Linked DNA regions of Mus musculus: all the other regions are linked to region 1. A link is a contact called in public HiChIP or PLAC-seq and promoter capture Hi-C data. All regions are on one chromosome and are shown on one strand. The core of a region is the stretch at or near the end of the contact, and the rest is flanking DNA. Distances in the headings are between cores, read along the strand shown. Region 1 holds the start of Cdc34 (cell division cycle 34). Region 2 holds the start of Agpat3 (1-acylglycerol-3-phosphate O-acyltransferase 3). Region 3 holds the start of Trappc10 (trafficking protein particle complex 10). Region 4 holds the start of Map2k2 (mitogen-activated protein kinase kinase 2). Region 5 holds the start of Gatd3a (glutamine amidotransferase like class 1 domain containing 3A). Region 6 overlaps Agpat3 (1-acylglycerol-3-phosphate O-acyltransferase 3). Region 7 overlaps Trappc10 (trafficking protein particle complex 10).

What was found. Promoter capture Hi-C pulls out the DNA fragments that hold promoters and counts their contacts. HiChIP or PLAC-seq counts read pairs in DNA pulled down with a chosen protein or histone mark.
Region 2: a contact with region 1 is called in an H3K4me3 HiChIP or PLAC-seq map of stem cell-derived neural progenitor cells, with 3 times the contacts expected there. The contact joins the promoter of Agpat3 here to the promoter of Cdc34 in region 1. A contact is called at or near these places in 6 of 39 promoter capture datasets (cranial neural crest, hippocampal neurons, liver and 2 more) and 5 of 115 datasets of contacts at active chromatin or transcription factors (embryonic forebrain, embryonic hindbrain, embryonic stem cells and 1 more).
Region 3: a promoter capture Hi-C map of liver shows a contact between it and region 1, with 5 times the contacts expected there. The contact joins the promoter of Trappc10 here to the promoter of Cdc34 in region 1. A contact is called at or near these places in 6 of 39 promoter capture datasets (the HPC-7 cell line, hippocampal neurons, liver and 2 more), 3 of 115 datasets of contacts at active chromatin or transcription factors (embryonic stem cells and stem cell-derived neural progenitor cells) and 1 of 9 other capture datasets (liver).
Region 4: a promoter capture Hi-C map of erythroid cells shows a contact between it and region 1, with 5 times the contacts expected there. The contact joins the promoter of Map2k2 here to the promoter of Cdc34 in region 1. A contact is called at or near these places in 2 of 39 promoter capture datasets (erythroid cells and pre-B cells).
Region 5: an H3K4me3 HiChIP or PLAC-seq map of stem cell-derived neural progenitor cells shows a contact between it and region 1, with 7 times the contacts expected there. The contact joins the promoter of Gatd3a here to the promoter of Cdc34 in region 1. A contact is called at or near these places in 2 of 39 promoter capture datasets (cranial neural crest and hippocampal neurons), 3 of 484 Hi-C or Micro-C datasets (CD4 T cells and embryonic stem cells), 2 of 115 datasets of contacts at active chromatin or transcription factors (embryonic stem cells and stem cell-derived neural progenitor cells) and 1 of 9 other capture datasets (embryonic stem cells).
Region 6: a contact with region 1 is called in a promoter capture Hi-C map of liver, with 2.9 times the contacts expected there. The contact joins the enhancer-like site here to the promoter of Cdc34 in region 1. A contact is called at or near these places in 3 of 39 promoter capture datasets (hippocampal neurons, liver and pre-B cells), 3 of 115 datasets of contacts at active chromatin or transcription factors (acute myeloid leukemia, large pre-B cells and stem cell-derived neural progenitor cells) and 2 of 9 other capture datasets (embryonic stem cells and pancreatic islet).
Region 7: an H3K4me3 HiChIP or PLAC-seq map of fetal liver shows a contact between it and region 1, with 4 times the contacts expected there. The contact joins the enhancer-like site here to the promoter of Cdc34 in region 1. A contact is called at or near these places in 4 of 39 promoter capture datasets (embryonic stem cells, hematopoietic stem and progenitor cells, hippocampal neurons and 1 more) and 2 of 115 datasets of contacts at active chromatin or transcription factors (fetal liver and large pre-B cells).

Annotation. Positions count from the first base shown.
Region 1 is chr10:79,680,696-79,684,454 of GRCm38.p6, reverse strand. It overlaps Cdc34 (cell division cycle 34), which reads right to left and starts at 2,260. Exons shown (of 5, transcript NM_177613.2): 1 at 1,865-2,260. The coding sequence starts at 2,041.
Region 2 is chr10:78,350,046-78,353,334 of GRCm38.p6, reverse strand. It overlaps Agpat3 (1-acylglycerol-3-phosphate O-acyltransferase 3), which reads left to right and starts at 1,635. Exons shown (of 10, transcript NM_053014.3): 1 at 1,635-1,708. It overlaps Gm40709 (a long non-coding RNA gene), which reads right to left and starts at 852. Exons shown (of 3, transcript XR_871856.3): 1 at 408-852; 2 at 1-171.
Region 3 is chr10:78,242,905-78,246,640 of GRCm38.p6, reverse strand. Trappc10 (trafficking protein particle complex 10) reads left to right here and starts at 1,996. Exons shown (of 23, transcript NM_001081055.2): 1 at 1,996-2,205. The coding sequence starts at 2,139.
Region 4 is chr10:81,104,563-81,107,815 of GRCm38.p6, reverse strand. Map2k2 (mitogen-activated protein kinase kinase 2) reads right to left here and starts at 1,901. Exons shown (of 11, transcript NM_001347144.1): 1 at 1,578-1,901. The coding sequence starts at 1,669. Mir5615-1 (microRNA 5615-1) reads left to right here and starts at 3,143; the gene lies at 3,143-3,202. Mir5615-2 (microRNA 5615-2) reads right to left here and starts at 3,200; the gene lies at 3,141-3,200.
Region 5 is chr10:78,167,802-78,171,554 of GRCm38.p6, reverse strand. Gatd3a (glutamine amidotransferase like class 1 domain containing 3A) reads left to right here and starts at 1,800. Exons shown (of 7, transcript NM_138601.3): 1 at 1,800-1,960; 2 at 2,130-2,182; 3 at 2,633-2,746. The coding sequence starts at 1,826. Pwp2 (PWP2 periodic tryptophan protein homolog (yeast)) reads left to right here. Exons shown (of 21, transcript NM_029546.2): 21 at 1-645.
Region 6 is chr10:78,306,311-78,310,030 of GRCm38.p6, reverse strand. The region is part of intron 2 of Agpat3 (1-acylglycerol-3-phosphate O-acyltransferase 3); the gene reads left to right. Among named protein-coding and RNA genes, the nearest start is that of Mir7659, 32 kb to the left of the region's middle. Within about 2 kb of position 1,315, at least 26 of the 459 cell types and tissues checked have an H3K27ac peak or open chromatin away from gene starts, as enhancers often do. A contact at or near this core is called in liver, where this site is marked.
Region 7 is chr10:78,215,862-78,219,185 of GRCm38.p6, reverse strand. It overlaps Trappc10 (trafficking protein particle complex 10), which reads left to right. Exons shown (of 23, transcript NM_001081055.2): 6 at 1,925-2,036. Among named protein-coding and RNA genes, the nearest start is that of Trappc10, 27 kb to the left of the region's middle. Within about 2 kb of position 1,610, at least 29 of the 459 cell types and tissues checked have an H3K27ac peak or open chromatin away from gene starts, as enhancers often do. A contact at or near this core is called in fetal liver, where this site is marked.

The sequences.
Region 1 (3,759 bases), core at 1,011-3,510:
CCTGCCAACTGCCCCCCAGACTCTGGACAGGTAGAGAAGGCCTGAGGTTTACCCTAGTCTTGGGGCTCCCCAAAGGCAGCTTCTAGTGTTCCCTGGACAAGTAGAGCCCTTAGGGAGACTGGCCTGTGACCTCAGAGCTGGCCAGGAATTCAAGCTAGAGGATCTGCTGACACACACATCCAGTGTGGCCTGTCAGCCCTGATGTCTCAGGAGAGCAGGGGAAAGTGGGATTGCTGCAACACCCCTCACGTCTGTGGCTCCGGATGCTTTATACGGATGAGCAAACTGAGGCTCAGGAACAGGAAGGGTGCTCCCAACCTCTTCCTGGACAGCCCCAAAGTGAAACAGGCTGGGCTGTCCAGACGAAGCTCCTCACAGTTGCCCCCTTACAGAGTCTCCCCATGTCTCAGCCACCCACACCATACAGGAGGCTCCCACGCTGACAGACTTGATTGACATCTTGCCGAGCATCCTAAGCTATCTCAAGAATTATGTGAGTCTAGGAGACTCTACCCACAATCCCTTTACAGATGAGGAACAGGTCAGGTGACCCTGCTCTGAACAGAACTTGTCCTCCTGGCAGTTCCCACTGCCCCTCCCAGCAAATACAGGAGACAAGGTGCTAAGAGCATCCAGATATTTCTTAATTCAGACCACATCCAGGTGGGAGGCAAGGAAGAAGACACACAAACAAATATCTACCATGGCCCTACACTAGGGACCCTAGATTGGCTGGGATTTGTGCATCCACCCGGTCCTCATCTTGTCCCTTTTGGCCCTAGCATGAGATTCTGTGATTCTGCTAGTTATTCTAGCCCCCAGTAAGCAGGATGATCTAACTGTGCTGATGGGGGTACCTATAGCTGGCCACACATTTCCAGTGTTGGAGGCTTCCCAGTGTTCCCTGCTCCCAACCACAAGAACATCTGGTGCATTGAGCGTGAAGCCACCAGAGGGCAGACGACACTATCTAGAAGGAAAAATCAGGCCCCTAAGAAGCCACCTGTTCAGTGGAACCTGAGAAAGGCTGTCAGGGTGGGGCAAACACAGAGCTCTAGGGTCCAGGGCCCAAAGAAGGAACCCAGGGTGTGGCTCCAAGATTCAGGGTGGACCCCCCACTGCCCCCTTGGAATGCATTACATAAAGCCTGGCTAGGGCTAAAGGTGGCTGTTGTCCAAGCAGGCAAGGCTGCCAAGGCCCTATCAGGGCCTCTACTGGAACTGGAGCAGGTGGCTGTCCAGGCTACACGTCCCTTCTCTGGGGACACATCGGCCAGCGGCTGCCCTGGTTCTGTGTTCCAGCGTAGGGGGCAGGGCCTTGGGATACCAGCTAGCAGCTGCCCGTGGTCCTTTATGTCTTGGGACAACCTAAGAACCTTTCCAGGTTTTACCACATGCTGGTAGGGTGAGGAACAACCTGGGAAAATGCTTGCCAGCAGGGGGCTCCAGAGGCTTCTGTGTCTTGGGGTAGGGGGAACTAACCGGAGGGGGGGGGTTGAGAGGGGGACGGGACAAGAAGGAAAACAACTGTCCCCGGAGAGACCCTTTACCAGAAGCATTATGGAAGGGTGGGGACAACAGGGAAAGATCCTTTCCCAGGTACAAGTTTAGTCCAGTGTAGGACAACCTGGGAACACGCTGACCAGCAGCAGGCTCTAGAGGCCCCTGCGTCTCGTGGTGGGGAGTTGCCTGGGCATGCGGCATACATTAGCAGTCCCTGATCCTGTAGCCTGTTGGAGGACAGCTTAGGGAGACCAGTCCCCGGGGTAAGGTCAGCACGTGCCCAACAAAAAAGGGAGGAGCCGCTTTGCACGAGGAGCCTGGGAGAGAGGCAGGCACAAAGAGGAAACTGAGGCTCTGCTCACCTTGAAGTAGCCGCCCTCATAGTAGGTGTTGGGGGGCCCGAAGATGGCCACCTCCCAGTTGTACAGGTCACCCTCGTCCACCAGCGTCACCCGGAAGCCCTCCACCGGCTCCTCCTGCAGCCCCTTCAGTTCCAGCAGCAGCGCCTTCTGCGAGCTTGGCACCAGCGGCCGGGCCATGGCGGTGGCGGCGGCGGCGACGGAGGGGCCCGGGGCCGGGCCGGGCCGCGGGACCGGCGCGAGCTCGCGAGACGGACCGGGTCGCGCGCCGGCAGGGGGAGAGCCGCCGCCTTCCTCCTCTGCACCGCCGCCGCCGCCGCCACCCGGGGACCCCGAAGGCTCCACTCGCTCTGGCGCCGCTGCCCGCCCGGCGCTCGCTTCGGCCCGGCCCGGCCCGCGCCTAACGCGCCTGCGCGCCGCAGCCGCCGGGCCTCGAATGCGCCTGCGCACCGGCTCCCGACCCCGAATGCGCCTGCGTGCCTCCTTCGGGCCCCGAAAGCGCTTGCGTGCCACACCCGGGCCTAGAGTGCGGCTGCGCGCCGCTGCTGCCGGGCCGGAAATGCACCTGCGCGCCACTGCCGGGTCTAGAATGCGCCTGTGCGACGCCTCCACCGGGTCCGGAATGTGTCTGCGCGCCCGCCCGCGGGGCACACCGGGAAGTGTAGTCGTCGTCCCCCGCCCTGCCGCGCAGGCGCCTTGCGTTTCCGAAGCTCCGGAGGCCGCCGTCGCCTCCGGCCGGAAGAGCTCCGCGGATGCCTGTGTGCGGGGTGGCCGGCAGGGCCGGGCTGCGCGCTGCGGAGTGGCAGCTGCGGCTTTGGGGGCCTTTTTTTGTGACGTTCAGGGGGCGTGGTTGTGGGTGGGGAATTGGGCGTGGCTTGTGCGGGAGCGGAGCAGGATCCGCCCCTGTTTCCCAGCATGAAGCGTTAGATGGCCCCATTTGGTCTCTATGGGCTCAGGTAGAAGCGCAGGGAATCAACGACTTGGGGTTTGCAGACGTGGCTTCCAGGAGGTGGAGTCTGAACCCCTTCAGACTGACCTTTGACCACACCCTAGTCTTGCTTAAATCGACCAGAAAGCAGTGGTGAGGCATAACCCAAAAGTTTACAGGATCCGGAACAGACACGCAAAGACCTTGAGGTTGTTCAGCACAGACACCCATAACTCCTTTCTTGGACATTTGGTCATTAGTATTGGTGGTGGCAGCATATTTAAGCTTTGCAGCAGGGTGTGTGTGTGGTGTACCCGTGACCTTTAGGGGTGGGTGGTTCTGTCCCTAGGCTGTACTGGCCACTCACCCTGACTGTGGGCGTTCTGGAGGACTACAGCTGCATCAACACTTGGGGCTGGGAAAGGGCAGCTCCCACCACAGGTGCTCCGACATCCTGTCATGTCGGGGATAGCAGGTAGACCTGTTTGGGGACAGGGAAACGGTGTCAAAGGTGGGGCTGGTTGATATGACCAGGGAAGAGCCCAGGGTCCAATGCCACTTCATGTGTGGCACTACCTTGGCTGTCCTCCCCCTGGGAGCCCTAGACTCTTGGGCTAGAAGTCTTTCTGGTCACGCTCTTTTCCAAGGACTTCCAGAAGTATCTGCCCCTGTTGTGCATGTCACACTGCCCATCTTACACTGTCACCTAGTTGTCAGCACATAGCAAGTAGCTCAGGTTTTCCTGTGTGTCTGAGATGACCACTCCCACAGCCTGCACTTAGGAAGCCCTTGATGTATAAACGGACAGGGTGCCCCTCCCTTCAGGTGGAACATACTTCTCCCTACTCCCAGGCGAGCCTGCACCTGGGCTTCAAAGATATCGTGAATGCTGGGTATTGAGCATCTGGGAAGGGTGTTGGCCTGGCTTCTGGTGACTGGGGTCATCTACCTTGACATGTTAGGACATGGA
Region 2 (3,289 bases), core at 386-2,885, 1.3 Mb after region 1:
GGCTGTTGGTCCTCAGATCCGATGACTCACTATGGACGGAACAGGCTTCTTAGAGAAGAGGGTCCTGACCTTCTTCTGACCCAAGGCTGACCCTAGGAAGACCCTGGACTAGGTTAATTGAGGTTTCCTCCTGGATTGGTTGTGGATACAATGTTGCTAGTCAGTTGCCAACTATAAATAAATCAAAGGGTACAGCACGTGGGAGTGAAAAGCGATCCTGGTGCCTTACCAGGCACTGGGGACAATCCTACAGGATTCCAGGATGGGATCCTTACTTGGGGGCAGGATGGGGTGTGTGTTGGGAGTGGGGTCCAGGAGGATAAGGGAAATGGGGTCTAATTAATTGGCGGGGAACCCCCAAATTTCCAGGCGTCCCCAGGAGGACTCAGAAGGAAGGGGAGTCTAACCTGAGCCATCAAAACATCCTGGGTCTCAAGGGGACCTCCGGGACTGGGAAGGGGTCTAGGCTGAGGCTCAGAATGATTTCAGGAGGCTGAACGGAGGCAAATCCAGGCTGGGCCTAGGAATATTCCAGTTCTTGGGGGAGGCAACCCAGGAGGACTCCAGGGAACCATCGGGGGTCCAAGTACGGCCCAGGAACACCCCGAAGAACTTCAGGGGGACAAGGGGATCCAGGCTGGGCCCAGGAACACCGCAGTACCCCAGAAGGACTTCAGTGGGCTAAAAGAGGGGATTCAAGCTGGGCCCAGGAACACCCCAGTGGGACTCCGGAGGACCGCAGGCAGCTGAAAGGGAGTCGGACTGGGTCTAGGAACATCCCGCTGGCCAGGGAGGGTGGAGGCTGCTCCCGCGGGGCGCGCCTCGCGTCCCCTCCCCCGCTTGCTGTCCGTTGGCCGAGGCGGTCGCCGCTGCGCCGCGGGCCGCGACTCCTCCCCCGCGCGTCGGTCCGCGCGTGTCCCCGCGTCCCCGCGCCTGGCGTCCCGCGCCGGCGGAACTGTGGGATCGCCGCGCACAGGAAGTGGCGGCGGCGCCGAGGCGGAGGGCGGCGATGGGGGCCCGGGGCGGCGGGCGCCGCACTCGCTGAGGCCCCGACGCAGGGCCGGGCCGGGCCCAGGCCGCGCGCGCCCGACGCGAGAACCGCGACCAGCAGGTGGAGTGCAGGTGAGCCGCGCCGAGCCCGGCCGAGCCGCCGGAGGTCGTCCCCCGCCCGCGGTCGCCGGGCCCCGCCGCAGTGGCCGGCTGCGCTCCGCGGGGCGCGCGGCCTGGAGAGCGCGGCGCCTGGAGGCTCCGGGTCCCGCCCGGCCCCTGTGCGGCCTGCCCGGCCCGCCGGTGCTGTGCGGGGTGCGCGGCGGCCTGGGGATGCGGGCGATCGGGTAGAGATGGGGATGCGGGGCCCGACGAGAGGGCCTGGGCGGCCTTGGGGCCCCTCTCCGGGGGGAACCTTGCTCGGCTCCCGGCTCCTCGCTCTGGGGGAGCCCCCCATGCCTGATTTCGGGGCCCTGTGGGCTAGTTTCACTTTTTTGCTTGCTCAACGCGGAGGGAGGGCTGCAGGTGGGACGCCCTGGAGGAAGGTGCGAGGGCTCGGTTGTTGTTGTTTTTTTTTTTTCTTGACTTTGGCGTTTGAGACCAAAGGCCGACTGTGAATTTCCACGTTTCACTCAGGCGCTGGGGTCATTCAGTAACCAGAGCCTCTGGAGGAAAACACCTGTCCACGGTGGGCCTGGAGCCCCGGAGCAGTTGACCCCAGGTACCTACGACAGGAGGATTGTGAACACTTAAGCTGGGTGGAAAATATATTCAGGTTTCCTTTTTAACTTCGAGAGAAGTTTAGGGGCACAGGGAAATGATTTTAGAAATGGCCTTTCAAACCTAACTTTTTAAAGCAGTGTGGAAAGTCTTCTCTAAGAGAATACTTAAGAGACTGGGTTCTTCTTCCTGGGAAACGAGAAGGCTACTTGGATTTGAGACAGATTGGAATGACTCGTCCAGAGCCAAGATCTTGGATTCTGGGATTGGACACAGGGTGCCGGTTGGGGGTGCTGGGTTGGTGGCTGTTGGAACTGAGTGGAAGCAGCTCTTTCTGCTTCGATGACATTGGGAAATGGACTGTGCCCCTTTCAAAGGGGTCTCTGTGCACTTTGATCACTCCCTTACTGTCCCTTCCCCTTATTAGGTAAGCAGGACTCCTTCCAACTTTAGGATTTAGCCTATAAGATTGATTCCTAGTATCACACTCTGTGCTTTGTAATTACGTTGTTTCCAAAGGCAGTTACATGCAATGGCTTTGCCAGCCTCTCTTTGGTCTTGGTGGCATGTGCTCCTCAGCATGGCTATGTTCAGCAGGTGGATGTCAGCTGGATGTCTGACCTAACTCAGTCTGGACCTACTGGAGGCCTTGTGTGTGGCCCCCACCTGCTCTTATCTGTACAGCAGCAGGGCAGAAGGTCTAGGTCTTAGAAGTTGCCTGTGGAATTGGTGGGAAGTGGGTTAAATACAGTGTCTCCTAGGGAAGGAAGATGGGAGGGATGCTGGAAATGAAGGGAGGTCTCTGTCTCACCCTAAGCTGCTCCCAGATAACAGGCCCAGCACCTGGGAAGGACAGTGCCTGTGTGTTCTAGGGGACTGGGGAAACTGAACAGAAAGTAACTGATCTACTTCAGAAGTTACAAAAGGAGCATCTACTGCAGTAGAGGAGTTGTTTACTTCTTTTCTGGGGCATATAGCTGCGACTCTGTGCTAACAGACTCTGAAACACACTGGGGTCTGAGGAGCAAGGCTAGCCACTTGTCCTGGATTATGTCACAAATCTCCACAGCCAGAATTTAAATGAAGAGCAAAGGGACTCTGATTTCCTCCAGCCCAGTCAGGGTAGTAAAAATCTGTATACATCTGTCTCTGGCCCACTTGGAGGCAGGTAGGGCATAGTAAGATCTTTGTATAGTATGGGATGAGCAAAGATGGAAGTTTATTGTTGTTTCAGGAGTTAGAATGGCATCGTTAATCCAAGCTCACTCCTAACAAGTTGGTGCTGGTTAACTGGTCCAGCCTCTCAGAGGATGGAGCTGGTACCAACTGTGTGTGTTCCCTTCTCCGACGGCTTTGCAGTGTCACTGCTTTTTCAGATCCAGTGCTGGACCCTTGGCATCCCCTACTCTCTCTCTTGCCAGAGCAATGGCTGCTTTCCCTGCATTCCTTGTGTGTACCCCACACTACTTTCCCTTCTCTCAAACGCTGACAGACTCTGAACCACATTTTGGCCTTTGCATACCTCTGTGATGTTTCCCATCTCATTCTGTGGGTGGCGAGGTTTGAACAGCTTGTCTCTGGG
Region 3 (3,736 bases), core at 747-3,246, 1.4 Mb after region 1:
AATCTTATAAAGGACAACATTTAACTGAGGCTGGCTTATAGGTTCAGAGGTCCAGTCTGTTATCATCAAGGTGGGAGCATGGCAGCATCTAGACAGGCATGGTGCAGGAGGAGCTGAGAGTTTTACATCTTCATCTGAATGCTGCTAGTGGAAGACTGACTTCCAGGTAGATAGGGTGAAGGCCCACACCCACAGTAACAGGCCTACTTCAACAAGGTCACATGTGCTAATAGTGCCACCCCTTGTTCCTGGCCCAAGTGTATAGAAACCATCACAACTAGCTTTCCCACCTCCAAAGCTAAGAATGGTATTTGAGGCCAACAGGAGAGAGTCCACCTTCTAGCTATAACAGCCTCTCTGACGTACTCACCAATGTATTTTAAATTGTCTTGATTTATGACTTTTTATGTTCTGCAACTATAAAGCTTCAAGTGCTTCCATGTGGGATCACGAAACCTGGGGTTACCCACTCAGGAGGCCTCAGAGGATTCCTCAAAATCCTTGTCCCCTGGGTGGCGGGCACTCAAATTTGGCTCCGAAGCACACCATCTCTTATTCCATTTGAGGTGAGAGCTTCGTTCTTTGTGCTGACATCTCACAAACGCTTAGCTGGATGGGGTGAAAAACCTTTGGCACGTCCACGGAGGCTTTGGACCCCTATTCTTGCTTTGCTGTGCTCTCTCTAGGCCAGTGGTTCTGAACCTTTCTAATGCTGTGACCCTCCTAAATAAAAAATAAATATTAAGTAAATAAAAATAAAATATTAAATAATGAATAAAAATTAAATAAATAAACTAAAAATTAAATAAATAAAAATAAAAATATTAGAGAAAAATATTAAATAAACAAAATAAATATATTAAAGAAGTAAAAATAAAATTATTACATAAATAAAAATAGTTTGTTACTACTTCATAAACTGTAATTTTGCTACTGTTATGGGTCATAATGTAAATATTTTTTTTGGAGCTAGAGGTTTGCCAAAAGGCTCGGGACCCACAGGTTGAGAACCCCTGTGCCTGGCAGTCTCCACCTGCTTCAACTGCCCTAATCAGTTGCCTGAAAGCCCAAACCAACATGCTCCCCAACAGTCAAGTCATGCTCAGACATTCCATTTGCACACTGAATCCCATTTGCAAAAGCTCCCATAGACCTGCTTTACTTGCGCCGAGTTCAGTTCAAAGCAATATTTGATTTTGCGACATTCACAATACCTAGCGGCTTCAAAGCAGTACCAGCTATAGGTGACCAGTACTGATGAAGGTGGGACATAGGGAGCATTCTGGGAGCCAAGGGAAAGAGTGCTGAAGGCTGACGCAGGTGGAAACGACCTATGTGGTGGTTCATACGAGTAAAACCACCTAATCAACCAATCAAACAAAAACCTCACAAAACCAGAAAGGACAGTGGGAAGCTGGCGTGCCAGCGGGTGCACATGGAGTTGTACGGGGTGGGTGGAACACTTTCGATCTTGCCTCGCTTTGAGTCAGCACACTTGGCAAGTCCGTGTTAACAGGCAAGCAGAGACTCAGCTTGGCACTGCACAGTTGAGCTCGCCCAGATGTAAAAACCGACCCAAGGCATCCTGCAGAAGCCGGAAAGGAGGAAGCTCCCTCGGAGATAACGGGAATTCCGCCAGACGTGACGTGGGGGCACACAGGGTAGAAGCGAGGATGAGGGTAAGGGAGCATCTGCAGGTGCGAAGCCGAGGAGAATCCAGTTTAGACAGGTCTGATGAGACCAAGCAAGGGTCACCAAGCTTGGGCATTGAGAAGGTGGGGTCAAGGAGCTCAGGCACGTGCGCCGCCCTCTGTCCTCTGCAGCTGCCTGAGAACCGAGGCAGAGGCGGCTCCCGCTATTGACAGCTACAGCGGCCCCGCCCTGCACCGCCGGGCGGCCCGGCACGCGGCCTTTTTCGTAGGAGGGCATTCGGCGGCGAGGCCCGCCCCTTTAAGTCGCGCGCCCCGGAAGTGGTCACGCGGCGGCGCCGGGGCCGGAAGTGGACGCGGCCGGCGGCGGCGGGCGGCCGGCTAGGAGCTGCCGGGGGCCGGCGGCGAGGAGGCGCGGGCTCAGCGGGCCCCGCGCTGCCTCGGGTGCCCATGGCGGGCGGGGGGCCGGGCCGGTGACGCCGGACGCCCATGGACGCCCCTGAGGAGCCACAGCCACCGGTGGTCTACACCATGGAGAACAAGCCCATCGTCACCTGTAAGTGCGGCGGGGCGGGCGGGCGGGGGGCGCGGCCGGGCTTGGCAGCTCCCATCTACGCGGACACAGCCGACCTCCGACCTTTCCGCGGGTGACCTCCGACCCGCTGTGCAGCCGACGCCAAGCTTTGGGTCCTGACCTGGGCGGTCTCCGGAGCAGCTCGTTCTGTACTGTCAGTGCTGCTAGGGATCGGGCCGGCCTTCCCCGTGGGTCGGCTCTCCTGCGCGCTGACCGCAGTCCGGTGGGCAGGCCCAGCTCTCCGCAGAGCGCAGGTGCTCTTCCTCTAGTGACTGTCAAGCCGGAGTGGCAGGTGGCCGGCCAGGCTTAGGAAGGAACCCAGCTCTGTCTGGTCCAATCATCCTGTGCTTATAGGCACTTTCCAGAGCTGCTCCACCAGCGAGTTCCCGCTCGGACATCCCCTTCCGCACTTGTTCCTTCTCCCACTGAATGCACACACACACACACACACACACACACACACACTCACACACAAAGATTGGTTTCTCTGCTACAGAAAAAGAAAACCCTCATTTTAAAGCATAATTTCAGAACGGAGTAGTTTTGCAAACTATGGACTCATGGGAAGTGTGGACGGGTTGGTTAACATTTTGACAGCTTTGCGGTGCTGTCTCTCAAAGGACAGGTGTGATACGTGGCTGTTGGCAGTTCAGTATGTGCTTGACCTTATGAATTTACTTTTTTCTAAACAGGAAGCATATTTGCAAAACCTGGTGCTAGGCCCCAGGGTTCCCAAGGTCTCCAGCACACCCTGCTCTGTTTTCTCCTTTGGGCCCTTGGATACATGGGCTCCTCCCAGTTCCTTCCTGTAACCGCATAGACATTTCATATTTAAAGACTTACATCTCTTTATTGCTAGATTAACTTTCTCAGGGATATGGATGTGTCTCCCATAAAGTTGGGAGACTTGCATAGTTCAGCAGTTAGTTGTGTGTGTTTTGTTTTTTTTTTTTTTTCTTCCCAGAATGCTTGGCAACTGAGAGGCTTGCCAAACCTCACCTGCAGGCAGGTGGACCGATGTGGCAGAGCTGGTCTGGAGGCTGCCCCGCCCTGCCCGGGTGCTCCTTGATCCCCTCAGGGAAGTTGCACCCTGTTCATGGTTGGATTCAATGTGTTCCAGGTCCTGAGAACTTTCCCCCAGTACTGTGCACAGTAGGAATTCTGGATGAGTACTTAGAACCCACAGGGACACCCACTTACTTGACTGCATCTCCCGACCCTTAGCTTTGAACATTGGCATCTTCATTGCCATAGACATTTTATCAGCATCCTGCTGAAGGTAAAGTTGCAAGCTCAGCGGCATCGGCTGTGGCTAAGGAGAAAGGGTTAATTACTCTGGTAGCTAGTACTTGGAAATGTGTGCTATTTAATGTCTTACCTTCCTGTGTGCAGGACAGCTGCAGGGTGCCTTCCTGTAGGCCTGTTGGAGTTTGGGTGTTGGTGGGGGATTCCCATGGCTTTGGGGTAGCATCATAAGAAAGTGTGCTGATGGTGTCCCCAAGTTGGAGGGCAC
Region 4 (3,253 bases), core at 652-3,151, 1.4 Mb before region 1:
CTCCCATGTCTCCCAGTGGGTGTTTTAAGCCATTAGCTTTGGCTAGCAGGATTCAACCTCCAAGACCTAGCACCCCCTTCTCTGACATTTTTCATCATGGGCTTCAGTCTCTTAGGCACTTCACCCAACGCCTCAGGTCCCCCTCATGCCATTACTATAAGTTCCACACTGGAAAGCCTTCTCCCCATTCTTTCCTGGAACACCACACCCCAGGCCATCTTTATGCACTCTGGGGTCCTCAACAGCTGCCTTCAGACTGAGGCACTTCCATCATGCTGATATGCCCACAAAGGGGTGTCTCACCGAGTCTTTCCTGACAGAGGCCTCCCTGGTCTGGTATCACTCAAGGATTCTTAGGCTGTCCTCACCTGGGACACCCCTCTTTTCCCTTCAGGAAGACCAGCCTTCCCCTTCTCCTCCCAAAAAAACCTTATCCCTAACCTTATTTGATCAATCGTCCTTACTTGACCCTTTTTCAGGAAGGCTTTGTACCCAACTGCATCGCTCATCCCACCCCATCATAGTGAGTCTGTTACCCCCACACCCATCTCCAAGGGCACTGTCCACTTTCCACTAGGTCACCATGTACTCCCCAAGCCAGGCTCTCCCCTGCACCTCCCCTTGCTTCTTCCAACAGGTTCCTTCCCTCTGCCCCTGCAAGGCCAGCCTTGCCTCCTCAGACAAGTCATGCCTTCAACTGCTCCACTCACCTGGTACCCAGTCTTAAGCGCTAGGCTAGGCTACCCCGCACGGCCTCTGTTCCTCTAACCATACCACACCTCACACACACACACCCGGAAAGCCTCACTGCTCCCCTGATTCTCCTGGCCACCTTCAGGACGTCTTCTTTCTTGGGTCTCCAATTGCCCTGCCTCTCTTCAGGCCCCTCTCCTTACTCCAAGTCATACCTCTCTCTAGCTCCCCTTTCTTGGTCCCAACACCTGCAGGACCTGCCCCCCTCTTGTACCCACGCCGCCCCCTTTGCCCCCTGTTTCCCCTTCAACAGCAGAGATTTTCCCAAAGCCATTCTCTCAGATCCCTGCACCTTGTCCCCATCCCTACCCTGCCTCAGGCACTGCTACTCTCCAGACCAACTTTTCTAAAGCCAAGTTCCGGCCGAGGCCCCGCCCCTCTACGCTCACAGGACTCAGGGCTCTCCCCTTGGGCCACGCCCCTCTCCCATCTGGCCAACCTGATAAGACCACCAGCCTCACTGCTCTGGCCCCGACCCCAACCAGGCTTTTGTTCTAGTCCTCAAAGGCCACGGCCCTCTAAGCTCACAGGCCACTCACCTTAGACCACGCCCCTTTCCCCGGGCCAAGCTGACACACCACGTGACTCACCCAACTGGCCCTGCCTCCACCCCCCCCCCCACAACCCCCTCCATGCCCGGACCCCCAACCAGGCTTTGTTCCAGCCCTCGAACTCCACGCCCCTCTCACCTCCATCCACACCATTCTCAGGACCAGCCCCTGTCCTCCCGGGCGCTGCTATCCCTTCAGACCACACCCCCACTTGTGGTCACGCCCCCTTCACGCCGAGGCCCGCCCCTGTCCTCACACGCCCCGCCTACTCACTCAGAGGCGCCCTCGCTGGTGGGGGACGGGCCCTCGGCGATGGTAGGGTTGATAGTGAGTGCCGGTAACACCGGCTTCCTCCGGGCCAGCATCGGGGCTCCACGGCCAGCGGCGACGCCTCAGCCGGGGCCCATAGGGGGCGGCGCGACGCGGGCCCGGGGCTGCGGCCTAGGCCGGGCAGAAGGTGGAAGGCGGACGAGCCCGGAGCGCCGGGGCGAGCAGACCGACGCCGAGGCCGAGTGAAGCTGACGCTGCAGCGCAGCCGGGAGGTCGGGGAACAGGGGGCGGCCACAAGCTCGCAGGCCGAGCTCTCGCGAGATCTTTTTCTGCGAGGTCCCGCCCTCAACCGAGGCGCATGCGCGAGGTGGCTCCCCGGCCTACTGTAGAAGGGCAGAGGCGGACGCTGTGTTTAATGTTTGCGGCGGTGCAGTCGTCTGTCTGTACGATCAGCTTCCCGGGGTCGGCTGCGTGTGCGTCTCAAACGCGGGTGGGGTTACACACGGCAGGACCGCGAGGAGACAGACCTGCCAGCATCAGTCGACTCAGACTTGTTTAGTTTCATATATTTTCCTAGATTTGGCCGCTGGGACCGTAGGCCTGAGCTACCTTACCTGCTTCCTGCTTTGCTGCGGCCCCGTGTCCTATAGGCGAGAGCGCTACCCACTGAGCCCTACTTCCTGCTGTTTGTTTTGTTGCTTGTTTGTTTTTGTTTTTATTTTGAGACAGAGCCTCAGTACCCCACCCACACTGTTCTCGAAGTTACTGTGTTGTCCAGGCTTCACCTCCACTCCCTGCAATCCTCCAGTCCCAACCCCTAGTGTTTTACTGTTCTGCAACAATCCCATAGCCCTACAGACCTTTCTCACGGCCCTTCATTGAAGCTCGGGTATGGGTAATACATAAATTCCCTTGGTCCCCATCCCTGACGGTCACCATTTCAGTGTGTGAATCCGAACACTTCTTGTGGTTAGGGTCACTTATGTCTGGCTTGTTTTTCCTTTGCCCTCAAGGTCCATCCACAATGGTTTGGATGGCAGGGCTCTCGTCCTTTTCCTGGCCAAATAGCATTCCATTGTGTAGACATACCACTCAGGGCTGGTTCTTTGTCCAGGGTCACACTCTTGGAATTCAGAGTGTACAGATACATAGTAAAACCCCTGCTCTGGGCTCTTGAGCAGGCACATGGAAATCAGACTTGCAGGGTCTTGCTCTGCAGCCCACGGTGGCCATGAAGTTTGTTCTGAGTGACAGCATCTCACAAGGAAGTTCTCCGCGTTTTTTTACCTCTCAGATGGTAAAGATGAAACCCACCAGGGAGGCAAGCAGGCTTTCACCTGGCTACAGCCTTTATTCAGTTCAATGACTTTGAGAATGTATTTTTTTGTTACAATTTTGTGAGAACAAACCATTTTATTTTTTTAAGGTTTATTTACTTATTTATGTATGAGTACACTGTAGCTGTCTTCAAACACACACTAGAAGAGGTCATCTGATCTCATTACAGATGGTTGCGAGCCACCATGTGGTTGCTGGGAATTAAACTCAACACCTCTGGAAGAGCAGTCCTTGGTTGTTTTCTGAGACAGAAAAGAGTCTCATTTTCTGTCTCAGAAAACAACCAAGGACTGGGGTGTAGCCCAACAAGGGACCACTTTCTGCGGCTGGTAGTGGAACCC
Region 5 (3,753 bases), core at 551-3,050, 1.5 Mb after region 1:
ATTGTCTTCAAGTAAGCAGGGAGATCGGTGACTGCTCGGGCCTGTGGCCCTGATATCTGTAAGTAGTGAAGAAATGGTGTGTGCTGGGCTGACCCCAGCGGGTGGCTGTGACAGCCCAAGGCTGGCCAGGGAAGCTTGGACTGATCTTTGCCAGTATGTACAGGTTATGTGGGAGAAGGGACATGCCTGAGTGGTGCTTTACCGATACTTCCTGTTCATGGGGTTGACCAGGCCCAGCATGTCACTCGCCAGTGAAGAGACCCACAGGTGCCAACTCATGCTGATAACTATTCACTGGCCTCTGTCCAGGCCACAGGAATGGATCTGTGTGGCACCTGGTGCACTGAGAGCCATTAGCTGTCGCACCCTTGTCATACTCAGGATACACTGATACTATACTGTCTTGGTCACCTGGAACCCGCTCAGGCTTGAACACCGTTATGGGGAGAAGCCAGAGCTTAGCCTGGTGTCGCCAGGTTTCCTGTTCTGCAGAGCATTTCTCTGTGTAGCTTGGGGTAGAAAAGGAAACTGCTTCTTATGTGCCCAGGGACAGCCAGGCCCCTGGCCGCCCAGACAAGGACCCGCTTGTTTTGGTGCCATCTTGGGATCCCCATCTGCAGTACAAATACAGTTTTATGAAGCTTTACTGGTTTTGTCTGTGTGTGGTATGAATGTGGAACTGAGGGCCCAGGGAAGGGCAGGCAAGTAGTGCTGAACCATGCTTCAGCCATCACCATACATCTCATACATCTCATCCAGTTTAATTCTCATACCAGAAACTGGGCTCAGTTTGGAGTATTTTACAAGTCTGCTCCGTGGTAACCATGCCCACTCCACCCCTGTGGACAGCCAGATGCAAATTGCCTGACACTGCTCCACCCCTCCCCCCAACTACTGTCCCCTGAAACTGAATAATCCCTGACTCGCTGTAATGGTGTTGGGCCACCAAACCCACTTCTGTATGCTCCCTGGCTTCTGCATATACTGTGCATCCCAGGCCTAAATGTCTCCTAAATGTGAAAGGGTTCCCATCTTAAGATGGGAACACCCAGCAGCTAATTATCCCTAGGAGTTGAGAGAAGCCAGGTCACCTTTGACAGCCTTCACTGTGGCTAGGGAGAGGCAGTGAAACTCTGGGAGTTATCTGGTCATTACCCCGATGGACACCGGACTGTATGCAACTATAGCAATCACATTGATTCAAAATAGGAAATGGAAGGTACGATGCTCAGCTCAGCTCTTCACTGAATCGTGACTGGCAGAACTGTGGCCTGTGAGGAAGCTGCAGAGGTACCCAGAACACAATGGCAGGAGCAATTTACGATTGCACCGTGAGGGCGCGGGGCTTGCTCTGACCCCGTTATTTAAAATCAGTTTTTAGTCATTGCATAGACTGGAATTGCAATAGGTAGTCAAGGTGGCCTACACCAAGATGAGCGCCCTTCAAACATTAACTAGGCAGACCGGGCCGCTCAACAAGGTCGATCGCAGGAAGGTCCTAACCTGGCATACTTGCTTGCTTGCCCTCTCAAAACCGAGAAGAGGCGTGTCCCAGCTCGGTCGGTCATTGAGCTGGAGAAGTCCAGCCAACCGGTCTCTTAGGTGAGGGGGGGCGTGTCCTGAGATCTGTGGCCCCTCCCTCCCGCTAGTCCTCCAGGGAAAAAGGTGCTGGGTTTCCCGTACGCCGTCGGTCACTGCGCAGGCGCGGCCCCACCCACTGGCCCTCTCCAGAAAGGGGTTGTTACGCGCTCCTCCATTGGCCAGGCGCGACCCCGCCCCACGGCGCACGTTCTCCTGACACCACTGTGGCTGGCTGCCCTTCGTGATGGCTGCCGTCAGGGTTTTGGTGGCGCCAAGGCTGGCTTCTGCGCTCCTACCGCTCTCCAGATACCACCGGGCTCCCTCCCAGCGCGCAGCCCTTCACAGCTCCGCACCGCGGCCCGGGGCCAGGGTGGCGTTGGTGAGTGCAGAGCCAGACTCCCAGGCCGAGTGCCTTCCCTTGCTAGGTCCCCGCAGCCTGGGGTCGACCAGCTGTCCGCCCAAGGTCGGCTCTTGGTGGGGTTCAGCCTCCCCTCCCTCGGTAATTGCGTGTTGGGCCCTCGCCCTCGTCAGTGCCTCTCTTCCTGCAGGTGCTGTCGGGCTGTGGAGTCTATGACGGAACCGAGATCCATGAGGCCTCAGCGTAAGTCCTCAGAGTTTGTAAACACTCTCTTGGTTTAAAAGGCAGAAATGGCCAGAGGGTGACCAAGCGCAGTGGGTTCACATCGTGATAAGTCCAAAGCCAAAGTTAGCACAGCCAAGACACAAAAGATGCCACCCGGACCCTGGGTGAAGGCAGAATGCCTGGCAGCAAGCTGGGGTCTTGAACATACCCAAAATGCAACACCTGCGGAGTCAACAACCCTCGCTGCTCATCAGTCAGTAAAAGGATGCCTTGCCTACTTATTCTGGTTCTACCCTTACCTTGCAGAAGTCTGTAAGCGGCAGGAGCCGTGCCTTCGTAAAAGCAACTAGGTGTCCTATAAACTAGGAATTCCCCAGCACTTGGTGCCAGTCCATCTGTAAAATCGTCATGCTGTGAGGCCGGAGGACACATTTGGAAGTGATGTCTTTGTGGATTTTCTTCATATAGGATCCTGGTGCACCTGAGCCGAGGCGGGGCTGAGGTCCAGATCTTTGCTCCCGATGTCCCTCAGATGCACGTGATTGACCACACCAAGGGGGAGCCTTCTGAGAGGGAAAGCAGGTATGGGTAGGGAAAGGACCTTACAAGAGCCCTGTTCCCATGAGCAGCTCCTGTACTGTAGCCTTCCTGATTATGTGATCAAGTGTCTGTCCCTCAAAGCAACTGTCATCCGGCTGTTCTGGAAATACATGGCCATGGGCCAAATGTTTCTGACCTCCCCGTGACCGTTACAGGGGTAGCAGTAGCCTTTGGGTGTGAGGTGGTCATGCTCTGCTCTGGCTAGTCCCTGTGTGGTACTGTGTTCCCTTTATCTTGTTGCTTTGTTTTTGGCAGGGAGGGGTTGTTTGTTTTGTTTTGTTTTCCCAAAGTTTCTCTATGTAGAGAGACTGTCCTGGAACACACTCTGTAGACCAGGCTGGCTTTGAACTCTGATCCTCCTGCCTCTGCCTACTGAGTGCTGGGATAAGAGGCATACTCCACCACTGCCTCGGGTTTTTGTTTTTGTTGTTTGTTTGAGACAGAGTCTGTTTGGCCCTCACAGGCCTGGAACTCACTATATACAGACCAGGGTGGCCTTGGATTCCTAGAGATTCTCTTGTCTTTGCCTCCAAAGTGTTGGTGGGATCAAAAGCAGTTGACTCTATGCCCAGCACAACTACATTTTTTTATTTTAAAGATTTATTTATTTGTTATATATAAGTATGCTGTAGCTATCTTTAGACACACCAGAAGAGGGCATCAGACCCCATTATAGATTGTTGTGAGCCACCATGTGGTTGCTGGGATTTGAACTCAGGACCTTTGGAAGAGCAGCCAGTGCTCTTAACCACTGAGCCATCTCTCCAGCCCACAACATTTCTTATCTGAGGCTTGGTTGCAGGGTAGGGGCTGAGACTGAAAAGGTAAGAGAGAGGAACTGCAATTTAACTACCAAGGCTGTCTTTAGGGAGTTCCTCTTCTGTCTAGAACCCTGGCCCCTGAATCTAACCCCTCCCTCCTGTTGTACAACTGTATATGAGGTTGCATCTCTATCTGATGTTCAGGTGGCTTTGGGCATCCTGAAAAAT
Region 6 (3,720 bases), core at 66-2,565, 1.4 Mb after region 1:
ACATGTGGAGCACCCTACCACAGGCCTGCAGTGGAGGCGGCACCCGCTGGGTGGGTGCTGGCACTGACTGTGGGGAGGGCCGACACCCATGCATGTTTAAACATGTCACTTTGGCTGCACCATGGGGCACACACAGGTCAGGGAGCTGAGAGTAGAAGAGGCCGTGTGCTGGCTCTCCACCAGAATAGATGAACATGCTAGAATACCACAGCCAAGCTTTGGCCACACATAGGAGTTCCCCACTGTGAGGGCCATCCAAAGGCAGGCCAGCCACATAGTAAGGGAGACTGAGACAGAGGACTGGGGGGCAGTGTCCTAGAATCCCTGCAAGTTCCCAGAGCAGCACATACCACCAAAAACAGCTTAGCAAGTCATGGCTGTACAGGCAGCAAAGAGGATACTGTGGACAGGAGATTGGCCTACTCCGTTCATTTATTTGTTTATTTATAACATGTATTTAGTTTTCGTAGCCATGGTGCAAATGTGGAGGTCAGAGGATGGCTCTGACCTTGCGGGTTTGGGGACTTGAACTCCTGTTGTCAGGCTTGGTGGCAAGTGCTGTAACCTGCCCACTGCTGGTCCTGCCCAATTGAAAAAGCTTTAGTCTTGTTGGGTGTGGTGGTGCACACATTTTAATCCCAGCACAGAGGCAGGCAGAGCTCTGTGAGTTGGAGGACAGCCTGGTCCACATGCTTAGTTCCAGGACAGCCAGGTCTATGTTTAAGGGGTTCCATTTCATCAGGTTCCTCAGAACCTGATGTAGAAATATGTTGCAAGAAATGCCTCCAGTGGAATCAGGGGCTTCATCAAAACCTTGTTGAAGTCTTGATATGAGCAGCATCTAACTTCTACCTCAAGGAAAATGGGCTGATCCTCAGCAGTCCGTGGGTTGCCTGGGTGACACCCCCAGTGCCTCCTCCAATGGTCATCTTCAAGCTTCTTTTGGGTTAAATGCTCTGCTCACATACTGTCTGCACTACCACTGTGTCCGCTTTAAGATGAGAGTGTTCCTCCCCCAAACCTAAGGACAGTGAGTGCTCCTTCCTCTATAGGAGGAGCTATCTATAGGTGACTCTCATCTTTTGAGAGTCAAGAGGCCCATTGGCCAGAACAGAAGAGTGCAGCTTCAGCTGGAAAAGTAGAATATGCCCTGGGGGCCACTGTATGGGCTCTCTTCGAGCTTAGTCATGGCTCTTGTTGCAGGCCTGGCCCCTTGTTGCTGACCTTTGCCCTGCTTTGGCCATCCCACAATAATGTGGACGTGGGAGTATCCTTCTGCACCCTGCCACTGGGGAATGGCTGGTTCTGGGAAGCCCTGTTGCACTCTGGGAATCTTATAAACTACTTTGAAGATCAGTTTTAGTAAATGTCTTAGACCAGTCCTGGTTTCCCAAGAGCTGGGCTTCCCTGCTCCATGGGTGATGCCACACTCAGGCAGGAAGCGTGAGGACAATGTTGCACATGCAGCCAGTCTCATCTGCCTTGATCTGGTGCAAGAGCACCCCTCCTGAGGCTGTTCAAACTTGCCAGGCTGGAGAAGGCATGAGGTCCTCCCCATGAGGGCCACCCTTGCTGCTGCCAGATGGGAAAGCCCGGCTCCACCTGCCCACCCCTACCCAGTGGTCAGGCTCCTGACACGACTGAGTGAACCATTCCTTCATGTCAGTGAGCCTGTCTCACCAAGGAGGGGTTCCTCAACACTGCTCTTGGGAAGGAAGTTCCTGAAGCAAGGAGAAGGAATCCTGAATTTTTAAATACTCTTTTTTTTTCTTCAGATATCAACTCCAGTTCTATAAATAAAATCATGAGGGCTGCAAGTAAGGGGAATGTACCCAGTATTAAACTTCCAGGTGGCTGATTGCTCTTATCATCATGTCTTTCCTGTTAACAACAGGGCTCTGGGTCCCCAAAAGAAAAGACACTAGTGAGAGCCTGGCCAAGCTGAGTCCACTATCCTCACATGGGTGGAGCTACTGAGGCTCATCTGTGTGAGGGATGGGCCCTTGTGTGATGGTCTGGCTCCAGGGTTGCTTTGCCTCACTAGCTCAGCATCTTTCAGTGCAGCATTTACACTCCTTCCTTCTGGATTCTGGAACCACAGAGCACGGGGCATTAAGCCTCTGAGGGTTCCATACAATGTGCCCAGGCTGTGGAATGACTCTTCTTACACTGCATCAGACTCAGGAACCCAAAGGACAGTGTCTTAGGCATGGAATTGGGGACTCTGGGACTTGGCCAGCCTCCTGTTTGAACCTAGAGTCTCTGGCCACTAGGTAAGGAACCTATGGTTCTCTTTGGTCCCAGTCCTGGGGCCATCCATGGACAGAGCCCAGTGACCTGCGTCATGTCATTATAGCTCCTAGAAAAGCTGCTTATTGGATTAGTGTATGTCCCACAGCAGATCTGCAGTGGTGCTCAGACAACAGGCTGCCCTGTGACCTGCTTCAGCGTGTCCTCTGTCACTAGGTAGTCTGGGAAGGCACTGCCCAGCATAATTCTCGGGATAGTCTACCTCCCTTTTTCCAGTAGTCTCAGTGCCTGCCTGATGTGGGCAATCAGGCCCAGTCACATCTGCTCTCCTTGAGCCTGCTCCCTAATCTGCCAGAGACCTGTACTCAGAGCCAGGCTCCTCCTCATCCCCTCTCAGACGCTCACCAGACGGAGGATAGCCATGTTGGCCAGCTCTTCAACCTGCCTCTTCTCTGGGGTCTGCGTCGCCCTGCTGGCCGTGGCCTTGGCCTATTACTTCTACTGGTAAGGGAGGCCTGGTACAGGCTGTGTGCGTTTGGGGATTGCAGCATGAGTGATACATGTGTGTGCTGGGGCGGGCTGTAGGCTGGGAGGGTGTGGATATGGGTTGTGTGGGTGCAGGCAATGTTGGGACCCGTGGTGCTGCCACTCTGGGTGCGGGTGGTTCAGAGCATACAGTGTAGGTGTGAGCATTGTGGGTGCGGGAGGTACAGTGGGGCTCTGAGTGGCTACTTCTGCCTCTAACTAAGGATCTGCTCTATCCCTTGGTTCCTACCCTGAGACCATAAGAGCCAAGTAAAGGGGCAGAGGGACAGGGACTAGCTCATCTGATCTCCCAGTTCCTAAATCATGTTGGAGGTTGATCATTGGTGTTCCCTGTGTCCCCTGGGGGCACAGGTGTGGGTCCTTTCAACCTGGGAGGCTTTGTTGACAAAGTTTATTTGTGTTTTCCCCACAATCTCCTGTGTCCCTCACCTCTTGACTCCCCTGCTGGGTGAGCCAGCTTAGATGGGATCTTAGAGACTGGGTAGTGCCCATCACAGAAGCTCAGCCCAGGAACTAGACTCTGCCTTGCTTGAGAACACCGTGACCATATCATGCCACCAGTGAGCCTCCGCTCTCCAGTGTTCCCCAGTAAGGCGGGGACATGATGCTGTGGCTCTGTGGAAGACAGAGGACACTGGCCAGTGGGGCAGCCACCTGAGGGGTCAGTGTCCCCACTTTGGGTGTTCTCAGCACATGATACAGGGAAATCCAATTCAGGGTTTTGTCAGGGGTGTGCTGAGTGAGGGAACAGTATGCCATCATGCCTATCATCGTTGTTACAGGGCTTGAGGTGTTATCTTGGACCTGGCCAGGTAGTGAGAGCCCTGGTTCCCAGCATTATCTCCATTAGCACTGAGTGGCATGAGCAGTTACAGCTCTGGAGGAAGAGTCAGCTGAGGGTGTGGAGGGCATGCTGTCTGTCCT
Region 7 (3,324 bases), core at 361-2,860, 1.5 Mb after region 1:
GGACAGAGAGAGAGAGAGAGATTGATTAGTGGATGACTAGATGAACACATGGGTAGAAGAGAAGATGGGTTGATGGATGAATGAAGACAGATGGCTGGAGTGGTGGCTGACTTGTTAGGAGCACTTGCAGAGGACCTGGGTTTGGTTTAACCACCAGCATGGCAGCTCACAGCTGTCTGTAACACTTCCTCCAAGGGGAAACTGACACCTTCTTCTCTGGACTCCTTAAGCGAAACACACACATGCATAAGTAAGGGTTAGGTGCATGTAAGGGCTGTCTAGCTGATAGTACTGTACAGACGATGATTTCAGGATTTGAGGATGGTGCTACAGTTTTATGAGGTGTTAATGTGGCAGGAAGCTGACTAAGAGCTCAGTACAAATCACTGTTTTCTTGGCAACATCTCTGTAAGTCTAAAAGTAATTCAGATTAAAAGTAAGAAAGCAATGTGGAGTGAATGAGGAAAGAACCCAACAAATGCCATGCCGTGCGTGGCATGGCTGAGGGTGTTGTTCTCATTACAGGAGCCTACACTGTTGCGTGCTGCTGCCTGGGCAAGTCTCCTGGCAGTCTAATCTCAGACAGACCGTGAAGAGAGGTTACCAAGGCCATGGAGGGGATGGTCAGGCTGTGTAGTAGCCCAGATCTGTAGCTTCAGGGATGGAAAGGTTATGGGTGTTACTTGTGCAAATGTGAGGGTGTAGACTGACACAGACGACCTGGGCGTGTAATCCGCGTGTTAGAGACTGGTGGCGGGGAAAGATGGTAAGTCTGAAGCCAGCTTGGGCTGCATTGTGAGAGCCTATCCTGAAAGGAAGAACAAATACTACAGTTGAAAAAGATTAATTTATTGCAGTGTTCAGCATGCAGAGCACTTGATTTAAAAGGGGACGGGGGAGGTCAGGAGCATCTATCAGTGTCTGTGAGACACTGTCTGCCAGTGTTCTCAGGCAGCAGAACACACGCTGGAGAGGTCCTGGGCTTCGAAGGGTAAGCCAGCTGCTCCCTGTAGCGTCTATCTGGGTTATGGGCATCACCTGAACTCACTTCCTAGTTACTGTGCCAGGAGCGTGCTGCGTTTGCAGACAGGAGTATGAGTTTGTCCTCTTACAGAAACCCTGCCCAGGGAATTTATTATCCACATAAAGAGCCAGATGAGGAACCCAGACTTCTGCTCAGCCTAGCTACAACTGGGAGAGATGATGAGGCTGGAGACTGTGTTCCTGATCCTTCAGCGTGTGCAGACATGTCTGGTGCTCCAGCCTGTAGGAACACTGACTGTAGCCACATGGAGTGAACCTGAGTGTGCAGCGTTACACACACGTTTGTCTGCATGGGTGTGGATTTACAAATGTTTGTCCTCTTGGCATTTGCTTTCCTGTACAATGATAGAAATCAGAAAAAAAAAATTTCCACAGGCATCTCTGTTATTTCACATTGTGTTGCACACATAAGTGCTAGCTGATGTCATACATGACTCTCATGAGCTTACTGTACGCTGGTCAGAGTGGAGAAGGAAGGTATCAACAGCCAGTGTCAGTAGAGCTAGGGCCTCCAGCAGACGCCTCACTGAACATGGGGCACAGACAGCCTGGGGGAGGCCAAAGAGTAAGCTATGTGGAGATTAGGAGTGAACATTCTAGCTAAAGAGACTAGGCAGCCGTGTGCCTGGGAAAGCAAGAGGTTGGCCCTGAGGTACCACTGGGACAGTCACCCCTGTGACCAGCTGTGTCCAGTGCTGCTCGAAAGCTAGGCCTGGTCTTGTTTTTCCTTCTCCTTTCTGTTCTCCGTCCTCCTATGTGAGCGAGTCCTGACGTGGTGTTGTGGAGGCTTGGTGATCACTGGTTCTGCCTCTTACACAGAACCGTCTGCCCTCCGTTGCTGATGTGGCTCTAGGAGCTGACTGGTGTCTTTTGGTGGCAGGAGGAGCTTGCGTTTGTCTTTGAGATGCTGCAGCAGTTTGAGGACGCCCTGGTACAGTACGACGAGCTGGATGCCCTCTTCTCACAGTACGTGGTCAACTTCGGAGCTGGGGGTGAGTCCGTGTTTCAGCCACCATGCTGTTGCTCAGCGGTCTCCCTCTTCATTTCAGCCAGTCTGTTTGTTCTACAATTTGTTGTTGTCATTTGTTGTTGTTTTTGCAAATTATCAGGGTCTTCGAATTCCTATTGGAAATAAAGTGAGAGATAATTAAGAATTAGTCACTGTCATTTTAGAAGATTTCTCAAGTAGTGAAAACATTTACAAAGCTCCTTTGGGGTTGTATAGTTCCTGAGAGTAGAAGTCCTTCCCCTCTGCAGGCCTCAGGATTCCTTCTGTGAGTTCATTTCCTGTGCCCTTGATCGTTCAAGCACTTAAATGGTATTTTAAAATTCTTTTAAAATTGTCAAACTCGCACAATGAAAACACACACAAAATAAACAGTTGAAAGCTGGAGGATGTGTCAGTGGGTAAAGTGTCGGCACTAGGCCAGTGTGCTTATTTGGTTAAGCCCAAGACCCAGCTCTGAATCCCCACAGCTCTGCTCAGGGCAAGGCAGGGCAGGGCAGGGCAAGGCAGGGCAGGGCAGGGCAAGGCAGCGCAGGGCAGGGGAGTGCTTGCTTATCACCCTTTGGCAGAGGCTCACTGGTCAGCCATCTTACCTAGTCGGGAAGCTCTGGGTTCAGTGAGAGACTCTACCCTAATAAAATAAGAGAGCAGTTGAAGAAGATACCCAGTGTTGATCTCTGGTCTCCACATGTGCATGCACATGTGTGTACACACTCTACACATAGACACAACAATAAAAGAATTGCTAGTCACATGTCCATGTGCACATATGTGTGCACACACAAACAGGTACACATAGACATAACAATAAAAGAATTGCTGGTCATCCTGTTTTCATTGTTTATTTAGATAGAAACACTATGATATTGTTGAGATTCTTAGAAAAAAAATTTAAGTTATGTGTGTGAAGGAAGGCTTTAGATTCCCTGGAGCTGGAGTTGCAGGCAGTTGTGAGCTAACCTGATGTGGGTGCTGGGAACTGAACTCAGGTCTTCTGCAAAAGCAGCAAGAGCTCTTAACTGCCGAGCCACCTCCAGTCCCCGACTGAGGTGTGTTTCTCTTCCTCTCTTGTTGGCACTGTCATGGGTCCTCTCTGGGCTCCCTCCGGAGATCCTTGCAGATGTCCCTGGTGCTAGACTGTGGGCTGTTTTCTCTTTGCCCACCCAATCCCTGGGCTGAGCTAGACATGTTTTTAAGAGCCTGTCACTATGTCTGAAGGAAGCAGCAATGTCCGTGGAACTGTATGTAGCACTGCTGAGGACCTGGAGAACAAT